Linked DNA regions of Zea mays: region 2 is linked to region 1. The links are chromatin contacts, called in public Hi-C maps. All regions are on one chromosome and are shown on one strand. The core of a region is the stretch at or near the end of the contact, and the rest is flanking DNA. Distances in the headings are between cores, read along the strand shown. Region 1 overlaps LOC103641501 (probable E3 ubiquitin-protein ligase HIP1). Region 2 holds the start of LOC100383330.

What was found. Hi-C and Micro-C count contacts between places; a contact is called where the count stands out from the background.
Region 2: a contact with region 1 is called in a Hi-C map of ear, with 2.8 times the contacts expected there. The contact joins the promoter of LOC100383330 here to the enhancer-like site in region 1. A contact is called at or near these places in 4 of 25 Hi-C or Micro-C datasets (bundle sheath, ear, leaf and 1 more).

What each region holds. Positions count from the first base shown.
Region 1 is chr10:102,089,276-102,096,498 of Zm-B73-REFERENCE-NAM-5.0, reverse strand. LOC103641501 (probable E3 ubiquitin-protein ligase HIP1) reads right to left here. Exons shown (of 7, transcript XM_020545835.3): 7 at 3,179-3,639. The coding sequence ends at 3,508. It also overlaps the pseudogene LOC103642673. Among protein-coding and RNA genes, the nearest start is that of LOC103641501, 11 kb to the right of the region's middle. Within about 2 kb of position 2,613, at least 18 of the 20 cell types and tissues checked have an H3K27ac peak or open chromatin away from gene starts, as enhancers often do. A contact at or near this core is called in ear, leaf and tassel, where this site is marked.
Region 2 is chr10:102,341,289-102,348,511 of Zm-B73-REFERENCE-NAM-5.0, reverse strand. LOC100383330 reads left to right here and starts at 4,594. Exons shown (of 9, transcript NM_001361998.1): 1 at 4,594-5,015. The coding sequence starts at 4,767. It also overlaps the pseudogene LOC111590416.

The sequences.
Region 1 (7,223 bases), core at 1,364-3,863:
GACATCTCGGCACCGGTAAAGCTTCTTTACCGAGTGCCCTGACCCTGGCACTCAAAAAAGAAACTGACAAAGGGCCCCACTGGTGGCCCCTTTGCTGAGTGTAGGCTGGCGGACACTCGGCAAAGAGGTAATCTCCTTGCCAAGTGTATTAGGTGACACTCGGCAAAGGCGTCGTCTCCTTTACCAGTCGCCGTGACGACGGCTTTTCTTTGCCAAGTAACTAGTGACACTCGGCAAAGTCTTTGTCGAGTGCCCGATAAAAAGTACTCGGCAAAGAAGTCGTTGCTGATGTACTGTTCGTCGAGCTCTCTTTACCGAGTGTCACACTCGGCAAAGACTTCGCTGAGTGTTTTCCAGGCTTTGCCGAGTGCCTCAAAGAGCCTGATTCTGGTAGTGCAGGCGGCACGTACCCGAAAGGCAGCCGGCAGGGCGGTGATGTGTGCCTTGCCGATGCGGTCCTGGCCGATGTGGTGATGTGCGCCTGGCCGACCGCTCGCCTGGACACTCGCCTATGCCTGGCTGCCCGCGACAACCGACCGCGTGCGATGGCTCCCGCCTGCTAAGATCTGCCGCCAAGATAAGTATGAGAGGGGGTAGATAAGGATAAAGTTGGGAGGCAACGCAAGAGCTCTTTTTTCAGTTGCATGCTTTTTTTTGAGACCGTAGGAGGGGCGAAGGTGTACCGTCCACTGATTTTTTTTTTTACCTCATCGCCACCGAAAATTGATCTGGTGTTTATCATGTATCCTTTATTCAAACATCATAGAAATATAGTCGTCTCCTTCCATCCTTACTTGACCAAACATATCCTAAGTAGCAGCAATTACCGCTAACATCGAGCAGCCGATGAAAGAACGAGTGATTGCCTAGCCAACTTGATCGTCGCGGAAATGGCACAAGATCATAGGTGCTCCACGCGCTGGACGCAACACGGTAGTGATCACCGGCATGGGCTTCTTCAGTGCCGGCCCTGGAGGGGGCGAGCAGGGCGGCCACCCTGGCCCCCGGTTCCAAGGGCCCCACTGCGGTATATCATATGCGTCCTTAGAGTATGAGTTTGATGTCTGGTGGTGCGATTCCGACGACGAAAACAAGACCAAACGGCGAATCAGTATATTGCATCATGATTTGCTAATTGGTGAAAGTTTGATTTTATTGACTATTTGTGAGTGCCACTTAATGGGTATAATTTTTAATTTATTTAATTTTGGTGTACCAAAAGAGCATCACCAAGAAGGATCTTAAATATGGTTATATTTTACAAGATAGGACTGTGATACCAAAACATTGCTCCAACATAGGTTCTATTTTACAAAAAAAACATTAAATAATTATAGGACTCTGTCTCTCGGATCCCAAATATAAAACCTTATTGTGGAGCTCTATCCTTATTTTGTATACTATTTTTAATTTTTTATTTCCTAAATAATTGATCTTTTCTAATAACATGATATGGGACTCAACTGTTGGTTTAAATTCACAATCATTTTTTAAAATTTGCAGCATATATATAATCATGAAATCTAGAAGGACCCTCAATTTGTATCTTGCTCCGGGCCCCTGATTTCTCAGTACCGCCGCTGGGCTTCTTCACCGACGCCTATGTCTCTTCTCCGATCTCCCTCGTCACCAAGCTCCTTGGCCGCATCTACTTGCTTCGACCCTCGGTTCGTTCCCGCCCAACGTCTCCGCCGCAACCAACGACGTCGCGTTCTGCGGCACGCTCGCCGGGCAGCTCTTCTTCGGCTAGCTCGGCGACAAGATGGACCACAAGGTGTACGGCGTGACGCTGATGCTCATGGTCTGCCTCGCATCCGGCCTCTTGTTCGGGTCCACACCCAAGGGCGCCATGGCCATGCTCTGCTTCTGCTTCTTGCTCGGTTTAGGCATCGGCGGCGACTACCTGCTGTCCGCGACCATCATGTTCATGTCCGAGTACGCCAACAAGTGGAGTAGTGGACGCGTGGCGCCTTCATCCCGGCCGATTTCGCCATACAGGGCTTCGGCAACCTCACCGGTGGCATCGTCTCCATTCATGTTCAGCACCGTGTCCCGGTGCTACTCGCCCAAACGGTCCACCCGGTTCGGTTCAGGCCCAGTGAAGCTCGACCTGTTTTGGGCGCGGTCCGTCAAGCACGGTTAGAAAACCGGGCCAGACCGTCTAAGCCCGTGGGTTCAATTTTCTGCCTGAGCCTAGCCCGCAGCAGGCTAATCGGGCCGAGCCGGTCCGTTTAGCACGGAGAAAACGGGCCGAAAAACGGCTAAGTGGTCCAGTAAGTACGTTTTAGTGAAAAAAAAACGGATTTAAAGGTAAACAGGTTATGTCGAGCTAGCCCACCGTGCTTAGTTTCATGTCCGAGTCTGGCCCACTTATTCATGCCAGGCTCGAATCAGACTTAAATAGTGGGCTTCGTGCCGAACTCATGGGCCTCATACTTATTGGCCATCTATAACTAGCACTGCCGCATGAAGATGCCCGAGACGGCACGGTACGACATGTCGCGTGTGCTCAACGTTGCCAAGGAGCAGCAAAAGGCGAGGAAGCGCTGCCGCGAGGAGTACGGGCTCTTGTCCTAGCAGTTCGCCAACCGGCATGGCCTGCACCTGCTGAGCACGAAGGTGTGCTGGTTCATGCGCTGGACATCACCTGGCGGTGGACGACGCCCGGTACAACGTTGGCTCCATCTCGTCATGAACGATTTCACCTTCTTCGCCAACTTCGGGCCCAGCTCCACCACCTTTACCATGCCAGCAGGGATCTTTGCTGAAAGGCGGCTGCAGACAAGTCTGTTGCCGGATGGAATGTCATCGGCTTCATATTCCCGTTCCTCGTGGCGGAGTCCAAGGGGTAGAGGAGATCTCCGGCGAGATCGAGGACAGCAGCACCTGCCAGCGCAACCAGCGGTGTGCCGACAGATTTGAATGAATAAACAAGGGTCCTACTTGTACTTCCGTAAAGCTGTGTATCAGGACCACTATTATTATATTTATGGAACAAGAAACGAGCACATTTCTGGGTACAAAATGATGCACCTTATGCTTACAGTGCACAGTAGACAATGGTTTCCTCCTGCTACGAAACGAGTTACACTACCAAGGAACCCAAGACCAAAGGGGTAAAATACAGAATCAAGGTGAAGGGACTACAACTTGCTAGCCTCACCCCCAAATCAAGCAATAAAAAAACACAGATGATTAGCGATTAATGATGATAGCAGGTATTGCTGATTGCCCAAGTAAATCGAATGTCATTCAATAAATTATAAATCCCAAATCTAGGTTTAAACAAAACAAGGATGAAACTCCGGGGTCTACAGCCATTGGCTTCAGGTAAGTGCCATGTACCACCTATAGTATAAATTCCCACATGTGTGTTGATAATGGGAAGGTGTAACATGCTTGTAACCAGTTGCTAGTCTTTGGGTGCATGGTGTGGTTAGATGACAACCACTTGCCCTTAGTGCCGGCTACCGGATTTTCCCTAGGGAGGGAAAATGCAGCCATGTCTTAGGCGTCCAGTGCTGTTTTCTTGCAGATTGGGCACACATTTTTTATAACCAGCCATTGTTTGATGCATGCGGTGTGGAAGTCGTGACCACAGTCCAGTCTGCCCAAGTCCTCGCCTTCCGCGTAGTCTTCCTGTAATGTTCAAGGTCAACAAAGTTCAGTAGTGCCAATGAGCTACCATTGATGTCTGGAATTACATCAGTAGAATCAATAAAGAGATTGGGAAAAAACAATAAACCCGTTCTAAGCAAGAGCACCAAACAAAACAAGAGATGCTCCCAAAACAATTATTATAGTAACGCCTAAACTTTGACAAGAGTATCGCAGCCACAGACATATAAAAGACAGGCTGCAACATGCAACCACACATCATCCCATTAACAATTAAAAAGAAAGACAGGCCAACGCTTCTGCGGACACTCAACACACAGCAGGGACCACCTTCCAAGCATGGTTATTAAAACGACGTTTAAACGTCATCAAAACGCTGTTAGGGCTGTTAAATGTTGGAATGTTTTAAAATTGGTCGTAAAACATCGTTTTATGACGTTTAAACGTAGTGTTTTAGCGTTTAAACGCTATTTGCAGTGGAACGTCGCGTCGTTTTATCCCTAGCCTGTGACATTTGGCCCGGCCCGGTCTTAGAAATTGAGCCCAACGGCCCATCTCAGTCTCTCGCCACTCCCAAAAGTCTGCTCAGTTTCCAGCCGTCGCAGCGCCTCCAGAGTCCAGAGTCCAGTACGCAAGGCCTACAGTCGTCGCCTGACGCCTGGTGCCTGGCCGCCATCGCCTGGTGCTCAGCCTCGTCGTCGGCTCAGCTCCACCTCACACTAGGGCAAGGTCTGCACAACGCACGCGCCGCTGGCTCAGGAAGCTCCGCCCTGACACACACGCCACCGGCTCAGGAAGCACGCGCCTGCACCGATCCGGGCCGACGGCCAACCGACGTATGCTGCTCGTCTGGTATGTGCCCCCAATGCTCCTCTGGTATGAGTCGTCTTCTGCTCCCGTAGTTCTCTGCAAGCTATGGCAACTTGACCTCTCATCCAGGTGTCCGTAATTCTCTGCTCCCATAGTTCTCAGCACAGATGAAACTTGCTCCCGTAGTTCTCTGCAGCCTAGGTGTTCGACAGCATAGGCCGTAAAAGCACAATCTTCATTGTTGCTGGCATGATTAAACTTAACATGGTTAATCTGTGTATTGGACAGTGGACAGCACAATCTTGTTGCTGGCTTGATGTGTTCTGAACATATGCATTTCATTATTTGCAGAAGCAGGGATAAGAGGGGAAATGGCTGATTTTAGCACGGAAGCATCTGCAGCTGGTTCTCAAATACAAAGTGATGGATATGATCCACTGAAAGTTCCAAAAAGGAAGCCCAAATCTGATGATCCAGGCTGGAAGTATTATTATTATGTAGAGCCTGGCAAGCGAGAGTTGATCCAATGTGCCCTTTGCCCAAGGCAGATTAAAGGAGGAATCTTGAGAGTGAAGAAAAATCTTGTGAGTGGATACAAAGATATCCTCAACTGTCCCAATACCACAACTGCAATTGCTAGAGTTAAAGGAGGCTTTGGATGAAGGAAAAAGGGATTAGACCAAAAGGACAGTACTTTGATGAAGCTGAATCAAATGAGAACGAAAATGATGATGTTGTAGAAATAATTGGGTCATCATCTAGAGAACAGAATTATCAAGCAAGCCATTAACGTTGGGGCAACAAAGAAGCCCACTACAACTTTGCTCTGACGTACACCCCAAGAGATTGTAGCGGAAAGGTATGCCAAGGGGGCAACTCAAAGAACCATCAGTGCTGCAATGAAGCCTAAAGAAAAAGGAGAAGCTGTTTGTATGAAGATAGCCAAGTTTTTTGAGTGTGGCATACCCTTCAATGCTGCCAACTCAAGACAGTTTGAGGTAGCTGTAGAGGCCATTGCACAGTATGGTACGGGGTTCAAACCCCCTAGTTTCCATGAGCCATGAGAACCATTGCTTGTGAAGGCTGTCAAAGAGATAGATGGTGAGAAGAAGCATGAGGATGCATGGAGTCAATATGGCTGCACCCTCATGTCAGATGGATGGACAGACAGAAGGGGTCGACATTTGATCAACTTCCTAGTTAACAGCCCTAAAGGTACATTCTTTTTAGAATCAGTGGATGCATCGATGAGTCTCATGATGTGATGATGCTTGCAGAACTACTAGATATAAGACATTGAGCAGATTGGAAGGGATAAGGTCATACAGGTCGTAGCTGACAATGGTGCTAACTACAAGGCTGCAGGGCGCATTCTGGTTCAGACCACTCCTACCTTGTTTTGGACCCTTGTGCTGCTCACTGCTTAGACTTTATGCTGGAGGCCATAGAAAAACTGAAGGATTTTAAGAAGCCTATTGCACGTGTCTGTCATGTCACAACATTCATATATAGACATAGGAGAATTCTAAGTGAGATGAGGGTGCATACAAAAGGTATGGATCTTGTGAGGCCTGCTGCTACTAAATTTGCTACTGCATTCCTCACCTTGAGGAGTTTACATAAGCACAAGGATCGATTGAGAGCATTGTTTTCTGGTGATGTTTTCACTCGCTCCAAAGTAGCTAAAACAGAAGCAGGGAAAAAAGTATGACATTGTTTTCTCAACAGAGTTGGCATTCGGTTGAGGACTGCCTTAAAGCTTCTTTACCACTACTTGTTGTGCTTAGATTGGTTGATGGTGATGAGAAGCCAGCCATGCCTAAAGTGGCAGCAGCTATGAAGATAGCAAAGCAAAAGATTACTTCATCATTCTCTATTCAAAGCAAGAAAGCTTGTCTAAACCGCATCATGAAAATTGTTGACAGTCGTTGGGTGAAACAAATGGATACTCCGTTGTATGGAGCAGCACTCTACTTGAACCCTGGAAAATTCTAGAGCTAAGGGGTTGCTTCAATTATGTACTTGTTCAAATGGTGGTAGATGAGGACCTTAGAGAAAAAATTGATGCTCAGGCAGTCCTTTATGAGAACCAAAAAGAAGCATTTGCAAACCCAATGGCCATTAAAAATGCTCAAACAAGAAACTCACGTGAGTATTCTAAAAGTACCACTTTAATTGTTACTTCCAGCATGCATAACTTAATTTCCATCATATAAATCCAACCTATTTTGCCATTTCAGTTGATTGGTGGCTTGCATATGGTGGTCGAACCATTGAGTTATATAAGTTTGCAGGACGGATTGTTAGTCATTGTGCTTCATCATCCAGTTGTGAGCAGAATTGGAGCAAATTTGAATTTGTAAGTTAACTAACATGATCATATTACACTGCAATTTGTAGTTGTTACCCCTTCATTTATTGTTACTTGCAACTTGTAGATGCATGCCAAGATAAGGAACAGGCTAGAGCACAAAAATTGAATGATTTGGTGTATGTTACATACAATAGAAAGATGGCAGCTAGGTTCCAAAAAAATATGTGAAGAAGGGAAGAACTTTGATCCTTTGGTTCTTGAAGATTTTGATTGGGACAATGAGTGGGTTGATCCATTAGCTACTTCATTTGTTGTTGGGGATGGCCCTCTTTTCACATGGGAACATGTTGATCATGGGGCCGGTGCATCTACACAACTTCAAGGCCGCAACTTTCCTAGGACAGCTCATGGTACTCAACTGCCAATCAATGTTTTCAAGTCGTCTGGTCGAACCTAGTCGTATAGCTACCGACCAGTCGAC
Region 2 (7,223 bases), core at 3,345-5,844, 250 kb before region 1:
ATCCACAGGGTTCAAAGTAGTAGATCTGAGAAGGGCACTTCTCAAAATCTACACACCAAAAAGATATGAACGAATCTTCCATGGAAGGGTGAGAGAACGAAGAACACGAACACTTCGCTGAGACTCGACTTTTCTTTGGTGGAGCTCTTCTGATCGGACATATTTTTCAAAAAGCTGGTACAACTCCTGTAGGTTAATTAGTAAATCTTTTATGTAGTGGTTGTATAAGATGCCTGCCAAAGGCCGCTAATTGCATAGTGTATGGCTATATAGTCATCAACCGAGGGCAGTTGTGATTTTAACAGGAGAAACTTTTTGTAATATTCACGAAGGCTTTCCTTCTCTTGCTGCCTACAAAGCGAGAGTTCTGCCAACACGTCAGTTTCAGGTCTGTAACCTTGAAAGTTCAACAGAAATTTGACGCGGAGTGTCTTCCATGAATCAATTAATAATGGCGGCAACCTTGAATACCATGTGAGAGCTGCCCCCCCGAGGGCTATGATGAATGACTTGGCCATGGTGGCGTCACCCCCCCCCCCCCCGAGATGATGCGATTGTGACCTGAAACTCATGATGTACTGAGTTGGGTCTGTACTGCCATTGTACTTTGGGTAAGTGTCTGCTTTGTAATTTTGCGGCCAAGGGGAGGCATGAAGTTGTAGTGCAAGAGGGCTTTGTCATCAAGGTAATTCAACCCTTGGAAGGTAGCTGGTGCGAAGGCTGGTATTTGGGGGTGACGAGGGTTTAAGTTGAGCGCGGGGGCCTGTTGCTGGTGGCAGGGGTCTTCGCCCTGCATTTCTATGATTTGCTGCTCCAGCTCTCTGGCTTTCTGTTCTTCTTCTAGGATCATCTGCCTTACTTTGGCTTGCATGTTGGTGCACTGCTGCTTGGCCGCGAGTATCTCCTTCTATTTTTGTAGGTGATTATTTTTAGTGAGAAGTGCTCGTAACGTTAGCTGGTCTTCATCTAAGATGCCCAGGACCTCGTTGTCCTCGATGATGTCATCAGCCTCCGAGGCTGGGTGGGTTCTCTGTTCGAGGATGCTTGCTGTTGACCGCTTCGTTGTTGTTTTCGGGTGCATCTTGGGGAGCGTCGATGGTGAGGGCTGCCTTGCATTTCTTGTCAGTGAGGGACGCCTTCGTCGCGTCATCAAGAGAGGTGGTGGCCTTGGAAGTCGCTTTCTTGGGGCCATCGCGGGATTGTTTTGTCGTATCACGAACGATGGGTGGCAAATGCTGGTACCAACTAACGCGTGGTCAAGTGGGCCCAATCAGTCGGGAAAGGGGGAACTTTGATGCTCAACAGAACAGTGTGCGGGGAATTGCATCGTCTTGTTCAGCGTGTCCCATCAGTATACAGTGCTGGAATATTTATAGGTATCCGAGTAGGTGGGAATGTCGTCATAATCATAGCTATGACCTCGATTACCTGCTACAACTATGGAATATTCCCCCTTATGGGGTCATTACAGCGATGTTAAGTACAGCCTGATCAAATGCACTACAAACCCTACCCCAAGGAGGGGCTTACAAATGGACCCGAATGACAACAGAACACGGCCTGGGCCCGCTGTTGGGCGGCGTGGCCCTCGCCCGTGCGTGGTACCCTTCGCCCTGTGATGCCAGGTCTTTGACCTTGCCGGGATTGTCGTTGTTCGGAACTGTCCGAGCCGGCAGGGTTGCCTTTGCGAAATGTCAAGGAGCCCCCTTTTAAACGGTGTAGCCCTTCGCTTCAATGCCCAACGCTTGTCCTTCACCGCTCCTGGTCCACCGACACGAACCTCGCATGACCTTCATCTTCGCCGTCGACCACCGTCCTTGTGCTCCTCACCTGCACACCACGAGCCGATAGACATGTTTGCACACACATAACTCACATGTCGGGTAGTCCACGACTCAACCCGAAACGCTATCCGCTGACAGTCGCTTATCATCAAACCGAACCACAAGGGACAAATCAACCTTGTGTTCGCATTTTATTTACGATTTGAGCATTGTCTTTTGAAATATCACACTTGTGACCTCAACATTTGTGTGGAAATAAATCATGGCACATATACTATGTATTCGATTTTGGCCCTAAAATCGGGTGTGACAACTGTTATGGTTCATCGCATGAACTTCGATAAGTAACCAACATTGCCATTTAAACTAATGCCCAAAGGATCGCTAGCTCAAGAAGTGTTTTTCACTTGTCTTAACCCTTCCAACGTCAGTTCAATCTCTACTTCTAGCTCCGATTGTGGAAAAATAAGTTTCAACGACTAAAAAAACTATGAAGGATTAGGGGGCTCTTGGGCTTACCGGCGATAGGAGGGGCTCAAGCTCAACCCCTATTGTCCCACCTCTAGATTCGCTTATAGATCATTTAAACATTTTTTTAATAATTTAAATAGTAGAAAATGTGTTTTATAGGTGAGAGGTTGAATACTCGTTGATTAAGAATTACTAGTCTAATACTCGTGTGTTGCGACGGTACTCAACCATATTTGATGATATTGGTTGGGTGATTAAGCGACACTTAGGAGTCTTAATAGACCCTCCACATAAAAATACCCATAATGAATGAATTTAATGTCAAAGTGAACAAATTGTTCATATACCAGATATTGAACTGGTAAAACAAATATTACACTTGATCTTAGCCAAAAGACCGAAAATGAGTTGAAAAAGGAGCCCCTATGCCCGAATTAAATTGTAGACAATGTTTTGGCTTAGGAGTTGGGAGAGAGAAGATGGTGTAGGTCTGATGCCCTAACCAAAATCATCATTGAGATTTCATAAGTAACACATGCAAATTCATTTATGGCGATGGCTTAACAATTTTCTCCAAGTTTAGCAAGCCATAGAAAAGCATAAGTGCTCCAGCAAGATCATTCCTGAAATACCAAATACAACAAGTTTATCCTCTAATGCTTAACATTCTTACTGAAATATATACTTGCTCTTGCCTTTAGAGTATCACATTAAACAATAAAATCATTTTCCGCTTTTACAGAGCCTTTACTCATTTCCAATTGTATAGTTGGTTTCACTTAAAATTCAATGTGAAATGAATTTGGCATGAACAAAACTTTTTCATAGTTATGCTCTAGCAATGTTCCACAGTTAAATGGCTAGAAATCTGTATAAGACCTCGCCACATTTGGTGATGTGTGGAATGCACGAACTACACACTATGTTGAAGGGATTCAGAAATGAATGGAGAAAAGGAAGTGTTTTCCAAAATAACTCTCAAGAGCTTTTCTGCCATATCTTGTTCCTATCGTTGTTGGGGTTCTCGTTAAGTAAAGACCCTACAAAAAGAAGAAAAGGGCGCAAGCTCACAAGCAACAAGACGACTGTAGCACCCGGGCTAATTTTCAGTGGAAAATGTAACTACCTCTGGATGGATTAGAAACATACGTCGAACCCAAGTAGCTTAGTGACCCACTTGGCAATCCAAGGCTTCATCACGTCCAACTTGACCTTTGACGTATCCACCTACCAAGCACAAAATCGCTGAATCAGAGGAAGCCCTTGCAGACAACAGCTATATATCCCCAAAGTATTATGCGCTCGTTACAACCAAATTGAGAAACAAATAGTATGCGTGAAAGAACGAACTGGCCAGATGGTCAAGCTCGGACGGGAACTTCTGTGTCTTGAGCAGCTTGGCTTGCTTATTTGAGAAGTTTGTGTCCTTGTATGTGGACGTCCCCTGCGAAAAACACGACAATTAGAGCGGTCTCTACAATAATAGACCCGACGAGAACAACAGTGACCAAATGAAGCGCACACTAGGTAGATCTACCGTTGATGCCATGTTGCCCATGGGATGGGAGGAGCGGAGCAGAGCTCGCGCTGAAGCGGAAGACGAGTGAGCTAAGAGACGGGGTCCTGGTCCCTAGGGGCGACGCGGAGGTTCAGAGTTAGCTGGACTCGATGCAACTTTTATCACCTAGTGAACATCCTTATTTGAAGGCGAGCGCTCTAATCCTCCTCGCCGATGGCGGTGCAACGACGGAAGAAGCGGACGAAGGTTGTTGCGAAATGGATGGGGTTTGTTGCTAGAGCGGCAGCTACGAGAACGCTAACATATAAGAATAAAATATATGTATAAAATTTGATGCTAATATTTTCTTGTGCTATCAAGCACATTGTATTACATATATGAATGAAATTTTGCATAAATTGTTTTATACATTATTTGCTCCCTACAACAAAAAGATACAAAAATGTATCCGTATCCATATTCAAATGCTAACCGAATTTTATATCTACCATCTGATAAGATATATGATAAATTTAAAGTTTATTTTATATAAATTTTTACAATCTTAATGTTAAAAATCAGAATATTAATTTGCAAAGCAGATTCTATATCATATCTATTCACTATAAAAAAAAGTCCAAAATAAATGTATCCGAATAGGTACCGTTTTCATTACTCAATTATACGGCGTACTGTTTTTTTCATGGAAACTAGACTAGAGAAACCAGCAACGAAGCACTGTTCCTGAAGGTAATTTCACTCCTATCTCCGGCTTTCCCGGCGCCGAATCCTAGTCCTAGCGATGCCAAGATTTCCATTCCCTCCCGCCCCTCTAAACCCAGAGCCTAAAACCCCGGAAACCCTAACCCTAGAGAAAAAAGGGCGCCGCCACCCACCCTGGCCACCGGGGCGCGCTCATTTGTTCCCCGCCCCTTTTGCAGGTGGTTTCGTTCAAACCCAATCTATTTTTTCGCGAGCGCGCGCGTGCGGCGTTGTGAGAGGAGGCGAAGAAGATGGCTCCATTCGGCGACGGCGGTGTCGGCTGTGGCGATGGAGGGGAGGCGCTGCGTGGGTGGGACCCTCTGCGCAGTGGCAGCGCGCCGCCAACGATGGAGGGCGCGGCGGCGGCAGCGGCGGCGGCGGAGAGGAGGGTATTTGGCGGCGGCGGTGACGGCGCGTCGTTCTTCTCCGGGATCGACGGGCTCATGTTTGGCGCGAGGATGGACGAGGTCAGCAGGTGCCGCGGTGCCGCCGGAGCTCAGGTGAGGGTGTTGCTGATCTTGAGTTCGTCGATGGTTTTGGTTTCTTTGGTCCGTAAGGTTGGGTTTTGCCATTGCCATTTTTCCGTCGATGGGCCTCTGAGGATTAGAGATGCATCTCACTGGTCACGGTTGCTACTGGGAGTAGTTTGATGTTCTTCTGTTCTTTTCGGTGGTTGGTTTGGGATTTGCATTTTAGCCCTTTTATTAAATAGATAGATGATTAAGGTTTCTACGTGCAAGGAAGTTGGCAGAAACGACGAAGTTACCATCTTTAGTGTTTGGTTTTCAATGCTAAACAGTAGTGTTTCATGAGTGTCATTCTGTAGGTTCTTGGAGGTGTTTATATTTGTCTTTTATTTATAGATTAGGTAGTTACTTGGATGCCAGGTCGGATGTGTTCTTCTAAATGAGAGATTCTGATATTTGCCATCAGCAAGAAACATGTTTGTAAAATTGCCATCAGGCCCACATTTCATAGACCCAGCTGGACCCACAATTCATAGATACAGTGGTAATTATAACAAGAAGACAACATTGTGAGTGGCAAAAATCCATGTGTGATTTTGCTTAAAATATTTGAATTTGCCACATGTTCTTGTCTAGACACAAGTTATCCTAAGTATATGCTATATATATTGGGAGCCGCTTACTGCTAATGATGTTTGCTGTTATCTAGTTCCTCAACACTTGAACTACGCATTCTTGTCCATTTGCCATGTCCAGACCATAAGGTTAGGGACGTAAACCGTTGGGAAAAACCCTGTTCCGTACCGATTTTTATATTTACCCCACTCGGATTCGTATTTTCAGACAAATGTGAAAACGGTATGAAAAAGGATTGAAAAAAACGAAAACAGAATGAAAACAGTTTAGGCCATATCTTGATCGTTTTCGTTTATCCCGCATTAATACAGCATCGTACCGTATTCAAATATGGTATATCCCGTTTTGACATTGTTAGTCAGCTCACTGCCCTGCCCATAAGTGTATCCGGTATTTCTGTATGCAAAATTGTATCTCATATTTCTGTATATAAAATTATAGTATGACAAGGACATAGAGAGGAAGGACTTGGTGCAGGATGACTTTTAGCTTGAGTACTATGTTTCGTGTGGTTGACTTTGGTGAACTACCAGTGTGCTTGTGCAATTATGTGTCTACTTAATTAATTGCACTATATTGACTTATTACATGTTTTCATAGACCTATTATGAATTTATGTACTTATGTTACTCATATTAATATATTATTATTATATAGTTGCTGTTCATTGATGAGATTACGTATGATATGGATGGTGTTTTCGTTTACTTTTCGATTTTTGACCGTTACCGATGCATTTCTGTTCGGAATAGTTCATTTTCGTCATCCCGCACATCCCGTGTCCGATAATTCTGAACCCTAATCTGTTTACGAATTAAAATGTAAAAGTTAAGACGATAAAGGTTTATCCTGACCGATTCCGTTCGTTCACATCCCTACATCTGATAGAATGGCTTTCTTGGATAACTCATGAAGATACATAATTTGAGGGAAATTCTTTTCCTCTTTTCCTTGTTGCACTTTTTCATCTATTTATACAATTAAGGTTCGTAAAATCTGGTTTTATTTTAGCAGATGCCTGTTTCTATCTTCATTTTTAGAGAGATTATTTTACATGTCAAATATAATTTGACGATTGGATTCAATTCATATTTGCTCAGAACTGAACTTGTTCTACATGCATCTTTTCTTATTTGTTCTGGTGCCCATGGTTTTTAAAGCGGTAAGGCGGTCCAAGGCGTTGGAGCACCGCCTGGACGCCTAGGCGGCGCCTAGGCGTTAGACCACTGCCCGGACGCCTAGGCGACGCCTTAAGAACAGTGCTGGTGCCACTATATTCAGGGGCCTAGCTTGGAATAGGACAATGACGATGCTTAATAATGAAATATTAGATGTAAACCATACTTTAGGGCTTGTTAATCATGGTAATACACATCAATCAAGATACTGTACATATAGGGCTAAAAGGGGTAACATGGGCAGCGGATGTGGTGGGTTGGAGCGGTGGGGGGGGGGGGGGGTTTGCAGCCCAGGCAGCATCACCCTGTATCCTATCCTTGGTTCTGCTGCTGGTATTCACTGTTATGTTTGCATGCTTAATGATTTAAAGTGTACCATTTGTTTTTGTAAAACCTCTTATCTTTAAGATTGTTTCACAGTTCTTTT